Regions from separate parts of the Capra hircus genome. Here region 1 is linked to region 2. A link is a contact called in public Hi-C data. All regions are on one chromosome and are shown on one strand. The core of a region is the stretch at or near the end of the contact, and the rest is flanking DNA. Distances in the headings are between cores, read along the strand shown.

Region 1 (6,671 bases), core at 2,467-4,966, 110 kb after region 2:
AACTAGAAAACACTTTGATCTAATACGGCAGGAAGTGTTTTAAATGGGGCTCAGACAAAAATCATGTGACTAAGCATGGGTCTGGAGGAGAACCATCCACCAGAGGAGTTTCCCCTCTGGATTAGATGATGTGACTTGTAGGATAAATATGCATCTTCTCAGGGAATTATTCAGAAGGAGGATGAATCATCCTCTGCACCTCCATAGGCCTTTCATTTCCTGGAGAGGCTGTGACGTGATGGGACAGTGCATTCCAGGAAGGAGTGGGTGGTTGAAGGGGAGGAAGGTAGCAGGCTGTGTAGAGCTCCACTTCCCCGGAAAGAAACTTCAGGATCATCTGCCTTTGGGATGGATCAGTTCTCGGAGGGCAGGGCTATGCCATGACCCCAGCATGGCATAACTATTGTGACATCCACCCAGGAAGGCTGCAGCAGGGAGAGTCGCATATTTTTAACACAACCACTGAGAACTAGAAGTTCAGCCCCCTGAACAGAGCAGGCACTGAGTAAGTGCTCACTGAAAGGACCTGTTCCTTTCTGTACTTTACCAGAGAGGAATTGGGCAGCAGCTTGCTTCAAAAATGTATCTCCCACTGCCTGTTATGGTTCATCATTTGAGACTGATCTGGCTTAACCATTTTAAAAAAGTCGCTCCCTGTGAAGGCTTAAAATACTCAAGTCATTTATCATAGGCACTTTGTTGTGAATTTGTTTCATCAAGATTTTTTTATCCCTGATAGCAGGAGTGTGACTTTTAAGCAGAGAGGAAGGGTAAAATTTAAGCAAGGTAAAGGCACCTAGATAGCATAATCAAAAGCAGAGACATTACTTTGCCAACAAAGGTCCGTCTAGTCAAGGCTATGGTTTTTCCAGTGGTCATATATGGATGTGAAAGTTGGACTGTGAAGAAAGCTGAGCACCAAAGAATTGATGCTTTTGAACTGTGGTGTTGGAGAAGACTCTTGAGAGTCCCTTGGACTGCAAGGAGATTCAACCAGTCCATTCTGAAGATCAGCCCTGGGAGTTCTTTGGAAGAAATGATGCTAAAGCTGAAACTCCAGTACTTTGGCCACCTCATGCGAAGAGTTGACTCATTGGAAAAGACTCTGATGCTGGGAGGGATTGGGGGCAGGAGGAGAAGGGGGCGACAGAGGATGAGATGGCTGGATGGCATCACTGACTCGATGGATGTGAGTTTGAGTGAACTCTGGGAGTTGGTGATGGACAGGGAGGCCTGGTGTGCTGTGATTCATGGGGTCGCAAGAGTCAGGCACGACTGAGCGACTGAACTGAACTGAACTGAACTGACAGGCCCACATGAGGCCATGTGTGGTCACAGAACAGTTTCAGAGAAAAGGGCTCAAATGGATATGAATTTGAGGAAACTCCGGGAGATAGTGAAGGACAGGGAAGACTGACATGCTGCAGTCCATAGGGTCACAAAGAGTCAGATATGACTTAGCGACTGAACAACAAAGGGTAGAGTTGATGGGCACTGCGGGGCCTACCCATGCTACTGAGAACTCCTCCAGCAGGGCTCAGCAAGGGCAAGCTCCAGAAGCTGGGCCAGATGGGGGCAGAGCTGTTGCCTGTTCCCAGGCATCACTCTCCCCTTTTTAAGCAAGACGCACAGGGATAGTTTTCAGCTTCCCTTGAACACAGGTGTGACCATGTGATTAAACTGTGCCCAGTGTGAAACTTCAGGCTCCTGGTCTTAAAAAAGCAACATTCTCTTTCTCCCTCTCATGTGCTGGGATGCATACATGGTGCTAGTGATTGAGCATCAACCACGGATGAGGCAAGACTCCGGGGGATGGTGGAGCAACAGTCAGAAGGCCTCTGAGGCCCCGGATGACGCCATGGCTCAGGCCACCTCCTCCTGGCTCCCTGTCTTCACTTTTGAGGAAAACAGGCTTCCATCTTGTGAGCCCTGGGGTTTAGCGTTTGCTGCAGCAGCTTAGCCTACACCCTAATTAAATCAGGGACATTTGCCACACTTAGTTTTCCTGGTTCTGGAAGCAATAATGTTTCTGCTACTGTGGATGCTTTAGAGAATAAAATGTTCTCTTCTTAATTGGGGAAGACAACGAAGGATGAATAGTTTAACATTTTTTCATACACCCGCCAGTGGCCATCAATAGAAAGACGAGAGAGAGAGAGAGAGAGAGAGAGAGAGAGAGAGAGAGAGAGAGAGAGAGAGAGAGAGAGGGAGAAAATGACTTCCCTACTCCACATCTAGATTTCAAGAGGAGTCTTTCTCACTCAAAGTGTTGAATCTTATCTGTACAGTCTATGGAATTCTCTAGGCCAGAATACTGGAGTGGGTAGCCTTTCCCTTCTCCAGGGGATCTTCCCAGCCGAGGGACTGAACCCAGGTCTTCCACATTGAAGGCAGATTCTTTACCAGCTGAGCCACCAGGGAAGTCCATCTGTGTCTCTGCTGCAGCTGCTAAGTCACTTCAGTCATGTCCGACTCTGTGCGACCCCATAGACGGCAGCCCACCAGGCTCCCCCGTCCCTGGGATTCTCCAGGCAAGAACACTGGAGTGGGTTGCCATTTCCTTCTCCAATGTGTGAAAGTGAAAAGCGAAAGTGAAGTCGCTCAGTCATGTCCCACCCTCAGCTACCCCATGGACTGCAGCCTTCCAGGCTCCTCCGTCCATGGGATTTTCCAGGCAAGAGTACTGGAGTGGGGTGCCATTGTCTTCTCCCTGCTGCTGCTGCTGCTGCGGCTAAGTCGCTTCAGTCGTGTCCAACTCTGTGTGACCCCATAGACGGCAGCCCACCAGGCTCCCCCGTCCCTGGGATTCTCCAGGCAGGAGTACTGGAGTTGGGTGCCATTTCCTTCTCCCTCAGTTCAGTTCAGTTCAGTTCAGTTGCTCAGTCGTGTCCGACTTTTTGCGACCCCATGAATCGTAGCACGCCAGGCCTCCCTGTCCATCACCAACTCCCTGCTGCTGCTGCTGCTAAGTCGCTTCAGTCGTGTCCGACTCTGTGCGACCCCAGAGACGGCAACCCACCAGGATCCCCCGTCCCTGGGATTCTCCAGGCAAGAATACTGGAGTGGGCTGCCACTTCCTTCTCCAATGCATGAAAGTGAAAAGTGAAAGTGAGGTCGCTCAGTCGTGTCACCAACTCCCTAGGCCAGGCTTAATTGCCTCCAGTAAACAACCTCCTCTCATCTTAGAGGGCTTACGAGAAAGTACTTCCTCAGATGAAACGGGTAACTTCTACCCTCTTAAGACCTACTGGAAACTGAATCTCTTACACAGGAAAGCCCTTCTCGTATTTGTACAGTCGACATCTAGCATCCTCTGCTTAAGCTCTCATTTATCCCGTGAGAAATGCCTGGCCAGAAGCCAGGTAACTAAGTCTACCACAATTGTTGGGTAGCCGCCTACGGGCACCGTCCAAGGAGGAAATGGATACTCACTTCCCGAGGCAAGGACCCGCAGCAGCTGGGAAAGCCCGCGCCCTCCCACGAAGCCGAAGCTCAGCAAACGGCGCGCGGGGCCACGCCCAGGTCTGGGGCCGCCCTTTCGAGCCGCAGCTGCCAATCAGAGGCGGGGCGGGGCTTACCTGCGGCGGGCGGGGCTTACCCGCGGCGGGCGGGGCTTACCTGCGGCGGGGCGGAGGCTGCGGGAGCTCCGGGGCCTGGGGGCGGTGCCGACCCTCCACCTGAAGGAGACGCGGAGGGCGGCATGAGGGCGGGGCCCAGGGCCCAGCCCCGCCCCCCAGCTCTGCGGGGGGCCCCCGGGCCGTGGGCCCTGGCCCGGCGGTCCGCCGCAGTCCTGGAGGCGCGGGTCTCCCGGCTCGCGCTCTGCGCCGCGCGGTTTCTGCGGCTCCAGCTGGCGCGCCGGCCCCGGCCCGGCCCCCTTCTCCCCCACCCCACCCCGCTCCAACTGCCCCCCAACCCACCCCGCTCCCACCCCACCCCGCTGCCACCCCCCACCCCACCCCGCTGCCACGCATAATGAAGTTTATGCTCCATTCACAAAATCTAGCTCTTCTATCAATGACTAGGAAACCAAGAAGGTCTTTTTGACATAAAACATAAAGCAAAGGACAAATTCACTCAAATAAGCAATTCACTGCCTTTCTTTGAACCTCCATTTCTTTATCTAGAAAATGAAGCCGCAGTTTCTTTGGCTCCAGCTCGCGCGCCAGCCCCGCCCCCGCCTCCGCCTCGTCCCCCAGGACCCCCACCCCTCCAGTCCCGCCCCCCACCCCGCCTCGGCCCCCACACCCCTCCCCACTCCTCCAGCTCCACCCCGCCCCAACCCCCCTCGCCCCCCCCCCCACCCCCAGACCCGCCTCGCGCCCGCGCAAGCCGACCTTCTCCCCCCTGCCTGCCCGCACGCCCAGCCCTGCCCTCCTCCCTCCTGCCCGCAGGCTCACCAGCCGCGTCCACGCCGCGGGGCCGCCGAGGGCAGGCGCTGTAGATGTTGCTCGGCGTGCGTGGCCGCCGGGACACGCGCGGCCGCTGGGACCGGGCCCGCTGGGAGGCGTCCACCGTGGGCATCCTCACGGCCAGTCGGCGGACCCGCCTGGAGAGAGCTTATCAACCAAGCCGCAGGGACAGAAAAAGGAAGGAGGGTGTCAGAGGCCCGCACTCGCCCAGTCTTACAGAAAACTAAAGACGGCCCCCTGCCCGCTGTTTGGGAGCGTCTGACCTGAGGGTGCTCCGCTCGGAAGTGGCTCGGAACCCTCCACTTCAAGTTCGGGCCGCGCTCCTCACCGTCCCCATGTCCAGACAGCCGAACCCCATCCCGAGTCCCCCCAAACTCAGTCTGCTCATCCAAAGGTCCTGAGTGTCCCTGGGGGATCAGAGGGAGTTGGGTGCTCTGGGTGCGCTGTCACTGGGCCCGACCCACTCACCTTTCCGTCTTTGAACGATCCTTTTCGCCAGCAGCCCCAGAAGCGCCAACAGTATGAGACCCAGGATGGTGGGGATCAGGACGAAGACACCTTGGTCTTCCATCCCAGACGCAGCACCCGGGGCCTGGTTGGAGCCGCTGAGCAGGGGAGGAACGGGAAGAGGAAGGAGAGGTCAGGAACGGAGGGGGACTTAAGGCAGCACCCCAAGGGCCAGCTTTTGAAGGCGGTTCACAGGTTTGTCCCTTGGATAGCAGAATTCTCACCCCACCCCCCCTCCCCCAACCCCACCCCTGTCACAAAAGGGCCTGTCTATGGAGTCAGGAAACCTGGATTAAATTTCAAGTTTAGCTTTTTCCTGGCTGTGTGATCTTGAATCAGTTTCCTAACCTCTCTGAGCCTCATTTCCCATTAAATGGTTACAGTAAAACCTGTTTCACGGAACAGTTTAAAGATGAAATAAAAGAGGGGCTATAAAGACCTTAATGTAGCTGACCCAAGCAGCAATCAACAAAGGTCAGTTCCGCTTTCAGCTCTCTCCACCTCAGTTTCTTCACAAGATGACTGCAGATTTTAGATGAGTTAGTTTCTGATAACTATGGAAGAGAAGATGTTGCTCCCTTTGCCTAGAAGGTCTTCCCTCCATTTTCTCCACATGTTGAAATCTTATTTTCCTTATCCATTACATAAGTCCTCATTTTCTTCGCCAGTCGTGGTGAACTAGAATCAACTTTTTCTCTGTCAGCACTTCCTCAGTTCACACCAGTTACAACACTTCTCACAGTCAAGACTAGTATTAGTAAAATAACACCTAGATATCACACGTTTTTAAACTTTTCTACACCTTCAGGACATAGCACAATGCCTGGCATGTAGTGGGGATTTAAAAACATGTTGGTTGAGTTAATTGAATTCTTCTCCACTAGTCGGCTGTTATGGTTTAATAGACTAGGAATCAGAAGTCCTGGTTCTGTTTGTAACCACTTTGCTCTCGTGGGCTCAATTTCCTAATTGTAAGACCCAAATGGTGTCAGAAATGCCTTTCTTCGTTCACGTTTGCCTTTGCTTGTGTGTGTGCCTAACTGCTCAGTTGAGTCTGACTCCTTGCAGCCCTACGGACTGAAGCCTACCAGGCACCTCTGTCCATGGGATTTTCCAGGCAAGAATACTGGAGCAGGTTCCCATTTTCTCCTCCAGGGGATCTTCCTGACTCAGGAATAGAACCTGCATCTCCTGTCTCCTACATTGGCTGGCCAGTTCTTTACCACTGAACCACCTGGGAAGCCCCTTCTATTTGCTTTGGCAACAAATAATTTGCAGGTATTACTGGTTTCCTTTGGAATCTGTTCTAATGCTGCCTCCTAGTGGTCGATAGCAGCACTTTCCTGGGCTGCACCCCATCCATTAGTTGAGAGCTGGCCAACAGAAATGTAGTCAGAGCCGGATACGGAACTTAAAATTTCCTAGTAGCCACGTTGAAAAAGTAAAAGGAAACACGCAAAAGTAATTTTTAAATTATTGATGGTTTAGTAGCTAATTTTATATTCATTTAGTTCTTCCGTGTCGAAACAGGAGCAGTCTCTCAGAGCCATCTATAATAGCATGATTCTATGCTAGTTTAAAACTCAATCCAGTTGTTGGGTTGTGGCCAATTACCTGTGCCTATTACTTCTGGGTTACCGTGGTGGATTTCTGTTCTTTAGGGCTCTTATTGGATACCCCTTAGGAAATTTGTTTTAGATGAGTGTTCAGTCCTGTTCTGTCTATTCATAATAATTCTACATGGGATCCTCTCAG
Region 2 (6,397 bases), core at 3,261-5,760:
CTTTCTTATCTTTATATACCTCACAGCTTGTGCAGAAAACCTGGGCAGGTACTGAAATAAAGAAAGTTTTTAAGAGGCTGAAGTAACTTGGCCAAGTCATTTATTTCGCTGCACTGTGTTGAGTTGATTCAATTCAATTCATTCAATCGATTAACTTATACAACCAAATTTTATTGAGCGCCTTCTGGATTCTAGGCACTGCCCTGGATGTGCAGAAGCTATAGCATCAAACAAGACACGGAGAGTTCTCACCCCACTGAGCTTTCAAGTGAGTGGAGATCATCAGCAAACTAGACCATGCACAGTGCCCAGGCAGAGATGTGTCAATCTCTGGCACTGCCTTGAGGAGCCCACCTTCCTCGGGGGTCTCAGACGAATCATCGGATATATTCCTGGGTGACAGGACAGGGCTGTCAAAGGAAGAAGGAGAAGTGCTGTCAGACTTCACAGAGAGAGTGATTTACCACCCGGGGTAGAAGGAGGGAACTGAGGGAGGTTTCACTGAGAAGCGGGCCATGTGACTAAACGTGCAGAGTGAGTGGGAGTATGCCAGGGAGAGGGGTGTGTGTGTGTGTGTGTGTGTGTGTGTGTGTGTGTGTGTGTGTATGTGTGTGTGTTGAGGGGATTGGGGGCAGGGAAAAAGAAGGGAGAGTGACAGTGATAAAACCCTTCCAGATAAGCTGATGCAAAACAGATTTTAAGCATTATGGAATGGATGGGGATGCTGTTGCAGAGACAGCTGCAGTTTGAAAAGGCACGTGCGTCCTCTGCTCTCTGCAGCGCTGGTCACGACAGCGAAGACATGGGGGCGGCTGCAATGCCCAAGGACAGGTGAGGGGCAAAGAAGATGTAGCGTGTGTATGCATATAATGGGCATTGCTCAGCCCAAACAGGGTGAAATAATGCCATTTGCAGCAACATGGATGGACCCAGAGACTATCACACTAAGTGAAGGAAGCCAGGCAGAAACAAACATCATGTGATATCATTTATATGCGGAGTCTAAAAAAATGACAGAAATAAGCTTATTTACAAAACAAAGATAGACCCACAGACATAGAAAACAAATTTACGATTACGAAAGGGGAATGGGGGGAGAGGGATAAATTAGGATTTGGGATTAACAGATACACACTGGTGCTTAGCGCCCAGTCTCTCGGTCCTGTCTGGCTCTTGTGACCCCACGGGCTGCAGCCCGCCAGGCTCCTCTGTCCATGGGGTTCTCCAGGCGAGAGTACTGGAGGGAGCTGCCAAGCCTTTCTCCAGGGAATCTTCCAGACCCAGGAGTCGAACCCATGTCTCCAGCATCTCCTGCTTTGAAGACAGATTCTTTACTATCTAAGCCACCAGAGAAGCCCATGAATACTGGAGTGGGCAGCCTATCCCTTCTCCAGGGGATCTTCCCAACACAGGAATCAAACTGGGGTCTCACACATTGCAGGCAGATTCTTTACCAGGGAAGCCCTCATCTACACACTACGATATATAAAATAGATAACCAACAAGGACCTACTGTATAGCACCGGGAACTATACTCAGTATTATGTAATAACCTGTAAGGGCAAAGAATCTGAAAACGAATATGTGTCTGGATCACTTTGCTGTACACCTGAAATGAACACAACATTGTAAATAAACTATACTTCAATTAAAAAACAAAAGAAGGAGCTGCTGCTTCTGGAATATGGTGAGACATTCAGTGTTTATAGAGCACAAGGAACATGGGGAAGAGAACGAGGAAGTTAGCCAGAGACCTTGCCTAGCCTTGTATGCCGAACCAAGGAGGTGACAGGTATGTATCAACGGCCAGCTGCCCTGGCAACTGGAGGGCAAGGATGTTGGCTGATTCTGGCATGGGACCTGGCAGAGCCTGGGGACCAGCAATAACTCTAGGCCAGGAACATATTCTAGAAGGCCCCAGGATGAAGCATTACACTGGCCTTGGGGTTGCTGACCTCTGGCTCAGAGAAAGAAGGCTGGATGATGAGAAGAAGTTTTCACTCCCAAATTGCAACCTTCCTCAGAAAGCACTAAATTTTCCCACTTTTATTCCCTGACGAATGTAGTGAGATTTTCTAAATCTTGCAATTGAATTTCAAGAGATCAAAAGAAAAGCTGTTCATTTGTAGTTTTTCTTTTTTTTTTTTTTAAAGCCAGCAGAACTGGGGGCTGCCATACTCACATGTCTTATAACCCTATAGTCCATGACCCCTCGTCTCAGTCCAGTCACCAAGTCCTGTCTGACTCTTTGCAACCCCATGGACTGCAGCACGCCAGGCCTCCCTGTCCATCACCAGCTCCCACAGCTTACTTAAATTCATGTCCATTGAGTCGGTGATGCCATCCAACCATCTCATCCTCTGTTGTCCCCTTCTCCTCCTTCCTTCAATCTTTCCCAGCATCAGGGTCTTTTCCAATAAGTTACCTCTTTGCATTAGGTGGCCAAAATATCCGAAAAGACAAAAAAGTTCTGTAGAAACTGCTCCTGTCCTGGGATGCTGTTCCTCATGGGACCTCAGGGGTGTTCTCCCTTATCCCAAGATACCTGGGCAGAGGTGGATCGTGGCCAACTTCTCGAGACCGTTCCATGGTCAAAGTCACACCCTGGGTCCCTTCCACCTTTCCAGCTCTGCCTCCACCCCCTCCCAACTCCAAGTTAACCTCCAGCCGTATTGGCTCTCTTGCTAATTCCGATGTTCGGGTCTCCAGGACACTTGTAGACAACTTTCCCCCTCGTCTCTGTCTGTCAAATATCCTGTTCCTGTCAAATACTCCTGTTCCAGGTCAAGCCCAAATGTCCTTGTCAATGTGGAGACTTCCCCAGCCCATCTGACCCAAGAGCTCCCCCTTCTGTATTCTCTCAGCAGTTTAGACTCACCTCTGTTACTACATATATTACAGCCTTTTGTTCTTATGTTAAGTCAGCTGAATTTGTTGACTAAATCTCAATCATCTCTGTATCCCTAGGCCCTAGTAACTGTACCTGACAACCAATAGGCTCTTAATAAATACTGTTTTTTTTAAAAAAATAATTAATTTTAATTGGAGGACAATTACTTTACAATATTGTGACGGTTTTTGCAATACATCAACAGGAATCGGCCATGGGTAAACATGTGTCCCCCACCTCCTGAACCTCCTCCCACATCCCTCCCCACTCTATTCCTCTGGGTTGTCCCAGAGCCCCGGCTTTGGGTGCTTTGCTTCAAGCCTCGAACTTGCACTGGTCATCTCTCTTACATATATTTCAGTGCTATTAGTTCAAGTCTTCCCACCCTCGCCTTCTCCCGCTGAGCGCAAAGGTCTGTTCCTTCCGTCTGTGTCTCCTTTGCCGCCCTGCTGGTAGGATCATCGGTACCATCTTCCCAAGTTCCATACAGACGCGTTAATATACGGTATTTGTTTCTCTTTGCGACTTACTGTGTTTGTTGGTGAGGGGTGGTTTATCTCAGCATCTCATCTATCAGGGTTGGGTAGTATAACGATGACTTTGGGAAGAATTCCAACAGCAGAACATGAGGAAAGGGCATCACAGGTGGAAGAAGCAGTATGAGCAAACTCTCCAAGGAGGGAAACAGGCAAACACGGGAGCCTGGAGGGAAGGAGAGGAGAGGAGAATGACAAGGGCCAAGCTCCATACGCCTTGCTGGACCAGGGCATTGTGATTTTGTCCGAGGGGGCTGCGATTCCCAGAGGAGGAGACTGAACCATCGAAAGGTCAGTCAGCTCACGGGCTGGGGATGGAGATGGGATTGGATCAAACCTGTTCGGCTCTGAAGCCCATGACCGATCAGAGCCTTTGGGAAGAGTAAGCCACTCAGGTTGGCTAGAGCCTGGAGTCAGCGAGGAGGAGCAAGAGGAGGGAAGCGTGGAAGGACCATCTTAGAGAGCTACATTACTAACGGTATCTCGTGTTGTTGGGCTGCCTATCGTGTGCCACAACCTATGTCAGGCACTTTAAACATGTTATTGCAGGAAAACGATAGCGGTGCTATTACGTGATCAAGCCCACCTTACAGGTAAGGGAACTAAATCTCAGAGAGGTTCAGTAATTTGCCCAAGGTCACACAGCCAATATGTGATGGACTAGTGACTAAACTCGGACCTTTCGATTCCACAACCCACTTCACTGCGAAAGAATTTAGCGAGTGAATCATCACTTAATACTTCAATTCTGAATGATATAATGGGGTATGGACTTTTTCTTTTTTTAACTTTACATAAGCAAGTTCCAAGCCTAGGCTTTTCTTCCAACACCATCCTTTCCTTCCTGTGTTTCTGCTCACTAAGCCTATTTTCTTGCCCTGTGCCCTCTGCCCAGATGGATAGAGCTGGACTCCAGGCAAAGTGAACTGCTCGCTTTAAAAAAAAGACCAATTTTCTGGCAGATTAGAACTTTTCTTGAGAACGAGAATGGGCAGGAAGGTGAGAAAAATGTACAGAAAAAATAGGGGACCTTGGCCCAGATCTCAAGAAGAGATGGAGAAATGGCTTTGGGAGGGCGGGGGAAATTGTCACTGTTTTCATATACATTTCCTTTTTAGGCATTTAGTCCTGAATGGGTGAAGTTCAAAATCAGCTTCAGTCAGAATTACCTGCTCCTGCTTGTTCACAAGGCAGGTTTTCTGCCCCTACCCCAGATATTCAGATTTTTAAATTTTTGGTGAAGCCCAAGAGTCTGTCTTTCTAAACAAGCACCCCAAAGATTTTATAAATAGAGAACACAGCCTTCAGTGACATGGTTACACCCATGGGCTTTAGCCATTTAGTGTGGAGAAAATGTGAGGTGCCAGGAACTTGGGGCTGGATGGCTTCCAGGTTCCTTCCCCAGTCACAGGCATTGACCTGTAGGCTTGTGTAGGAGTCCAAGTCTTTCGGAATTAGTGATGTGGTTACAGTAGCAACGTGACTCTGTGGATGGAGGAAGGTGCGTCGGATGTGAGAGTCTCCCTCCATGAGCCCATGTGCGTCATCTCAGTCACAGCTTTACTCTCAAAAACAAGTCATTTTTGCTCCTGTCAGCATCTTGGCCTGCAGTGGAGGGCAAGCTGAGATGCAGAGGCCCAGACACAGGCTTCAGGTGATGCTTCGGGGCTTGGCTGCGGCTGGGGGGAACAGGAAAGTATTAGTCGCCTGGCTCTAGGTGATTAAAAAGTATGACTTCAAAAAACACTGCCAGAGGAGATAAGAGCTATCCGCTTACATGAATTTTAGGGACTGTAGTATTTGGGGTTTTACTTTTTATTACCAGAGATTATAGAGGTCAGAGCTCTCCAAGGAAGTCAGTTTCAACCTGGATGCACTTCCAAACAGTCTGAAGCTTTAAAACATGGAGCCGTCCAGACCTCACCCCAGATCTACCAAATTCAGGGTTTCAGGGCCGGTACTTAGGAATCTGAGTGAAGCTCCCTGGATTCTGGAGCAGCTGCTGGACTGTCACTGCTCCAGGGACTGGAAGACACTCCAGAAAGGTGAAAGAGAAAATCAGTCCAGCTTGAATATTGCAATATCAAGTCATCTGTACTTTCCTTGCCCCATCTTTGTCCTTTCCTTTCCATCCCCACCATTACATGGCAGGAAGCTCAGAAAAGCCTCATCTCTCATTTCTCCTATAAGGCAACACAGGGATTTATCTAGCTGTGTACAATCCAGAAGGGGTTGATGCATTCGGATATTGTACATATATTAATTTTCGTTACGTTTAAACATGGCTTGCTTGCTAATAACACTGGCCTGCTGACTTTGTGGATGACTTTGTAGGATGTGGGCTCCCAGGCCCTGGAAGTCACAGAACCACGTTGGGCGACTTCTGTTCGAGCCATGGTTTGGAGAACCTGTGCTGGAAGAGCTGGACAAATGAACCCTGAAGTCCTTCCTGACACAGGCATCCCACAGCTTCAGTGTCAACCATTTCAAGTGTTCTTTTCTTGACTTTCGTGTTTTCTACACCTCCATAGATTCTTTACCCAGATATAAGCCCCAGGTTGGGTTCATCGTAATCAAATGGGTAGTGAGAAACCGAGAGTGACTAGCGATGGAAGGAATTAGAGCGTATGAAGTCTCCCGAGGGTGCATCACTTGAATCACACGCTGCATCTTTCGTCTCAATAACAAGCTCTTACCGATGTCATCATCTTTCCAGGGACGACTCAGCCAGGAAGAGCTTTGGTGTACCTTGAGAAAGTCACAACATAGAGAGGCACACGTACCTGTGTTCGTTGTGATACTATTTACACAAGTAACCTAAATGCCCACTGACAGGGGAATGGATAAAGATGTAGAGCATATACACAGTGGAATATAGCTTAGCCACGAGAAGGAACGGAATCGGGCTGTAGAGATGTGGATGGACCTCAGAGTCTGTCATACAGAGTGAAGTAGGACAAAGAGGAAAACA

Evidence for each region. A called contact is a pair of places that touch in the nucleus more often than the background predicts.
Region 1: a contact with region 2 is called in a Hi-C map of blood, with 4 times the contacts expected there. The contact joins two enhancer-like sites. A contact is called at or near these places in 3 of 5 Hi-C or Micro-C datasets (blood and liver).

What each region holds. Positions count from the first base shown.
Region 1 is chr16:4,051,140-4,057,810 of ARS1.2, forward strand. It overlaps FCMR (fas apoptotic inhibitory molecule 3), which reads right to left. Exons shown (of 8, transcript XM_018060103.1): 5 at 4,878-5,014; 6 at 4,398-4,556; 7 at 3,619-3,677. Among named protein-coding and RNA genes, the nearest start is that of IL24, 9.5 kb to the left of the region's middle. Within about 2 kb of position 3,717, at least 3 of the 5 cell types and tissues checked have an H3K27ac peak or open chromatin away from gene starts, as enhancers often do.
Region 2 is chr16:3,941,296-3,947,692 of ARS1.2, forward strand. No RefSeq gene overlaps it. Among named protein-coding and RNA genes, the nearest start is that of IL10, 26 kb to the left of the region's middle. Within about 2 kb of position 4,511, at least 1 of the 5 cell types and tissues checked has an H3K27ac peak or open chromatin away from gene starts, as enhancers often do.